Linked DNA regions of Mus musculus: region 1 is linked to region 2. A link is a contact called in public promoter capture Hi-C data. All regions are on one chromosome and are shown on one strand. The core of a region is the stretch at or near the end of the contact, and the rest is flanking DNA. Distances in the headings are between cores, read along the strand shown. Region 1 holds the start of Adam1b (a disintegrin and metallopeptidase domain 1b). Region 2 holds the start of Tmem116 (transmembrane protein 116).

What was found. Promoter capture Hi-C pulls out the DNA fragments that hold promoters and counts their contacts.
Region 1: a promoter capture Hi-C map of macrophages shows a contact between it and region 2, with 6 read pairs. The contact joins the promoter of Adam1b here to the promoter of Tmem116 in region 2. A contact is called at or near these places in 1 of 39 promoter capture datasets (macrophages), 2 of 484 Hi-C or Micro-C datasets (embryonic stem cells and pachytene spermatocytes), 11 of 115 datasets of contacts at active chromatin or transcription factors (the 230-238 cell line, the SCID.adh cell line, bone marrow-derived macrophages and 6 more) and 3 of 9 other capture datasets (adipose tissue, liver and pancreatic islet).

Annotation. Positions count from the first base shown.
Region 1 is chr5:121,502,160-121,504,859 of GRCm38.p6, forward strand. It overlaps Adam1b (a disintegrin and metallopeptidase domain 1b), which reads right to left and starts at 1,276. Exons shown (of 1, transcript NM_172125.3): 1 at 1-1,276. The coding sequence starts at 821. It also overlaps a transcript of Tmem116 not described here.
Region 2 is chr5:121,461,793-121,464,492 of GRCm38.p6, forward strand. It overlaps Tmem116 (transmembrane protein 116), which reads left to right and starts at 1,389. Exons shown (of 11, transcript NM_001161627.1): 1 at 1,389-1,478; 2 at 1,995-2,041. The coding sequence starts at 1,431.

The DNA of each region.
Region 1 (2,700 bases), core at 26-2,525, 40 kb after region 2:
TTCCTGAGTGTGGTCTGCAGGTCCACTGGGACCTCTATCGGGTCCCCCTCTGTCCAGATTTCCAGGCCCACCAGCACCACCTCTGTGTTTATCCCCCTAGTGAAGCTGTTGGCCAGAGCAATGATGTCCATTACTGCCTGGACCGTCTCGTTGATGTTACTGCCCCACATCTGGAACCGCTGGTGGTTGACCACCACAAACATCTCCACATACTTGGTGTGTGACCACCAGTCAGTCAGAACCAGTAGGTCATCGGGCTTCCTGCTCCTTGGTGGATGGCTGGTGTCCCCAGGGCTGTCTTTGGGAGTGACACTGCAGGAGACCACAGGCTGATGCTCCATGGTGTAGAGGACATGTTCAAAGTTTTTGGAAGAGAGCATGGGCTCAATGCCATAGGATGTTTCCTCTTTAATCAAGACCCCCCTGAGGCCTGAACAGATGTTGACAGAAACAAAGGAGCCTGGCACCCCTTCCATGTAGCCTTCATAGTGGCAGTCCTGGGAGAGGAGAGGCATTTCTTGCCTCAGGATGCCATTGTGGTAACTGTAGACTGGGAAGTTATTCTCAGGGTAGTGTCCCTTTACCTCGAGGTGAAGCAGCTGCTTTTGGCCTTGCATCAATAGCATGTAGGACACCTTCCCTCCAGGGTCTTTCCCCCCCTTGCCTGGCAGTCTCTCAGGGATGACAGTTTCATAGGAAGAATTATATACAGATCCAATGTCACAGAACGTGCTCGGGAGAAAAATTATTGCCAAGAGCAACATGGCCACCAGCCTGATACACCAGTGCTCTGGGATTTTCCCCAGCTTTAGTCGCTCCATCTGGGGAGGCCAAGTCTGACGTGTTCCTCCAACCTCTTACAAAGCCGCATGGGGCTCTACTTGAAAGAGAACGTGGACGCTGAATGTCTCGCTGTGGCTGAGTCTGCCATGATCCTTCTGACTCAGCTGATTCAGTGGGGCCTGCGTGTTGAATGTCAATGACAGCAGTAGCTCTCCTGATCTGGAGGCCCGGGTATTATCCCTACATCGATGCTGCGTGTTTTAAGTGTTGGTTCCTCCCCACCTCCGTGAGCTCAGCTTTCTGGCTAGGTCTTGTCCTGGTGACTCTGACCTCTGTGACCTTTCAGACAGTTTCTGTTCTTGGTTGCTTCTTTCAAAGTCAGCTCCTGTACGCCATCTCTAAGTCCTTTTGACAAGATGGAGAGAGGTGCCTCTACTACAGTGTGGGACTGTACCTTGACTGTACCTGACTCAGCAGGAGCCACACACGGAACACCCCTCCCCCACTGCTCTCAACTCTTCCTGTTGTCAGTTGCTCAGCTAACCCCAAATGTTCCAAATCAAGGAGCTTGGAGATCCCCTAGGTGGGCATACTCTGTTATATCTGTTTCCTGACCTCCAAGACCCTTGCTCTGTAGACAGGAGCGTTCTAACCCAGGGCAGGTTTTGAGCTCTGAGAAGTGTGATGGATAATCACAGATTTAGGAGACCAGACTGAGAGGTCAAGCCCCTGAGCTGTATGATGGAGCACAGAGGAGCTAGGGGCGCGGCCTGTGGAGAAGAATAGCATCGCCCTTCACAGCCTCCAGACCCAGTTTCTCAGAGGCCATGGAAGATGCATGGTAGCCTCCTGCTAACATGTCCACAGTAGCTGGCATCTCAAAGGCCTAGCCCCAACACACTGATTCCCTAAGGTTATGTGTGGTTATATGTGTGTCTTTGTTTATGTGCTAGTGTTGCGCCAGGTCGCCTGAAACTCTTAATCTTCCTCATGGTCCTGGCAGCTTATAAGATTACATGTGTTAGCCTTTCTTCTAGCCTCTATGTACCCATGTGTACACGGGTCACATGAGCTGAACTCATTCAGGTGTGCACACAGACACACTAAGTCTTCACACGATATCTTATTTGTGTATCTTATGGGACACAGTACATTAATCTTACATATATAAACATGTATGATAAAGGGGGAGTGCTTTTAGTCTATAAGTGGCACACCACAAAACCTCTCAAAGCAGTGGCTGGCTCCTCCTTCCCACCCCAGCCTACAGCCAAAGTAAAATGCCACTTCAGGAATTGTTAAAAATGGCAGCTCCTGTCAAAATGGCCCCAACAGGACATCTCAGCCAACAGCCAGCACTGGAGCCTTTCCCACCTCAGCAAGAGAGGCCCCTCAGGAGCTATCCATGGCCTACCACACCTCCTCTCAGCCTCTCTGAGCAGCCCCACAGACGTGGAGCAAAAGCCAGCTGAAGCCAGGAAGGACTCCCTAGCCTGACCCTTGGATGCAATGCAGGGAAAAGTGGGTGAAAAAGGCCACCAATCCCTGAGCTCCCAAGCTTAGGATGTGAGTCCTTGCAAGCAAGCCGCAGCCTTTCCTGGATTCATCCATCCCTTCTCCTCCAGGATTCTCCCCTTTAATAAATCTCCTTTATGAGTCTTACTGCATGGAGTGGCTTTCTCATCAGAAGAAACCGAGAAGAAAAGCTAGGAAAAGAAGAAGTGAAGAGAAGAAGGAGCAGGGCTGGGGCTCTCAAACTCCTCAGCTCAGTCAGGGGTACCCTCCCCTTGACCTGCAGCACCTCTGCTAAGGAGCCTTCCATGTCTCAGGATACCCTCCCATCCAAGCAGAGACACTTAACGGCATTTCCAGCTCTTCAAATATTAGTCACTTTTATATGTTGGGGATCTCATAATT
Region 2 (2,700 bases), core at 139-2,638:
CACACACACTCACACTCACGTGCAGGGCAGTAGCATAGACACTTTAGGAATGTGCCAAAGGGAAAGGTTCTCTGAGGCTGACAGTCGGTAGACTGTTCTCTGAACAATCTAACATTTGTCTTGAGGAACAAAGAAGCCTTTTGTCCAAGAGCATTTTCTTATCATTTTCTTATCACTTGGTGACAGTCATTAGTCTCCACACCCTTAGGAGGTAGACATCATTAGGGACCTCCAAATGTTCCCAAGACTCTTTGCTACTGATCTGTGATGAGGATGCCTCCCAGTACTTAGATTACCTTTAAGACCGTTACTAAAATCTCCCACTAACCAGCATCTGCCCTTCCACTCTAGACTGCTCTCTCTCTCTGATATGAACTCCTACCATGCAAGTGATTGCTAAATAGTCAAGAGTTGGGACATAGCTTAGTGCTCAGCATGCATGTGTGACATTTGCCAGGCTCTGGGCTCAGTCCCCAGCACTTAGACACAAGAGAGATGTTGCAGAACATGTGAAAGGATGGTTAAAGCAATGAGAGCTTTTGACTTCCTCTTCCCCAGGCTCTGCCAGCTCCCTCCACAGCTGTGCACAGGCTCGTCTATACACTGTCACCCTATCCAGACTGTGTTCTTGGTACTCAGACCACTGCCCACTGTGATATAAGCTCCTGGAAGGCTCTGTCTAGACTTTGTCTTTGTGTCTCCCATAACACATTGATTTATACAATATGTATATATAATACATATATATATACATATTGTGTGATATAATAATGTTAATGTTGAATATAACAAACATTTAATGACCTCTTAGTAATTTTCACTACTACTAGAACTTTTAATTGAATGTGCCATCGTCCTTAATCACTGTGTCCCCAAACAGGGACAAGTTTTAGCAGACCTCTGTTTTACCCCATTTCTTTCTCTTCCTTTTTTCCCTGTTCCATTTCTCTTTTGAAAGTTTTATTTTCTTAATTGTGAAAATGCTCTCTGCCTTTTATTGTTCCTGCCTCTTGCTTTATTTATTTATTTATTTATTTGTATCACAATTGCCCCCCTTCAGGCCCCCCCTACAAAGTGTTTCCCCTATGCCTCTGAGAGGGTGGGGCCCCCCTGGGTATGCCCCCAGCCTGGAACTTCAAGTCTTCAGGATTAGGTATCTTCTCCCACTGGTGCAGGACAAGGCAGCCCTCTGCTCCATATATGTTGGGGGCCTCGGTCCAGCCAGTGTATGCTCTTTGGTACAATTTGGTTTCTTCTGTCACCTGCTTCTTCTATTTTTGGCTTTGTCCTTGGCCCTTCAGCCTCCTGCCCTTAAGGTACAGGGCAGGATTAGATGGGGTGGAGCCCAGCTGAGGTAGGGGTGGAGCTACCTGTTCAGAGCCTGACTGAGAAGGGCCTGGGCTTGGAGGGTAGCAGGAACTGAAGTCTTTATGGCCTTCCCACTGGAGACCAGCCGCCTGGAAGGCAGATGGGAGCCTGTAAGGTCAAAAGCTGACCCCCCACCCCCACCCCATTTCCGCTCCCTTCGTCCTTTCTGCTGCGTGTTTTACTCACAGTGGCTCTCTCCTTACTAATACCTCTCCCCCTCGTCATCATTTCCCTTCTTTTCTGTCTTGTAAACTTTCTGTCAGTCAGTCAGCCCTACTTGGTGTTCTCACCTGTCTGTCCTCAGACGCTAGCTAGCCTTTCCTCTCTGTTTATGCTTGTTCCTGGAGTTTCCTCAACTTGGCTTTCTCATTCAGTCTGCTCTGCTCACTACCCTGTTTCTCTTACCGTTTGAGTGTTTTTTAAGGACTTGGGTTGAGGGCAGCACAGGCCCTGCCTTCCTCCACAGGCCTGTTTAGGCTCCACTACTTGAAGGTCTGTGCTGAAGAAATGGTTAATAAACACCAAAAGGGAAATTAGGTTGAACATTAAATGTAAGAGACTGACACTCACTCACTCACTCTTTCTCTCTCCCTCTCTCTCTCCCTCTCCCTTCCTCCCTCCTTTAGCTTTTTCCTGCAATACAGTGGATACAGTTTGCTGTGGCTACTCTGAGGTATGTTTTTTTAAGTCTCATATGACTGTTCAGATCTCGTGACCAGCCTGGAGAGCTGTTCAACTTTCCCCATAGTCCTGCTCCTGACGATTGCAGTCTACTTTTTAGTTAGAAGTTCTTTCCCATGTTGATCATTCCTGACTAGTCACCTCGGGGCCTGGGGAGATGTATTGGTGGATAAAGTGCTTGTTTTTGGCCCATGAGAGCCCAGGTTGAGATCCCCAGCACCCACATGGCAAGCTGGTTGTGTTGTTTCCAACCTGTTTAGCTCAGCTTTGGGACGCAGAGACAGGGTGGGAGCTAGCCAGTCTGTGAATCTGAGAGCTTCAGGTTCACTGAGGGAGCATGGCTCAGAAACTCAGGTGGAGCGTGATGGAGGCTGACAGCAGCAGCCTCCCTCTTTTTTTTTTTTTTTTTTTTTCGAGACAGGGCTTCTCTGTTTCGCTCCTTTTTTAAATTTATTTTTATTTTTATTTATTTATTTTTTTAGCCTCCCTCTTCTGACTGCTCACCATATCTGTACCCAGGAAAAAGAACCGGAGGGAGGGAGGGAGGGAGGGGAGAGAGGGAGGGAGGGGAGGGGAGAGGAGGAAAGCAGTCATCTGAAGTGAGGACTGGCTCAGGCAGCCTGCATCAGGCATTTGCCTCAGTACTGTGTG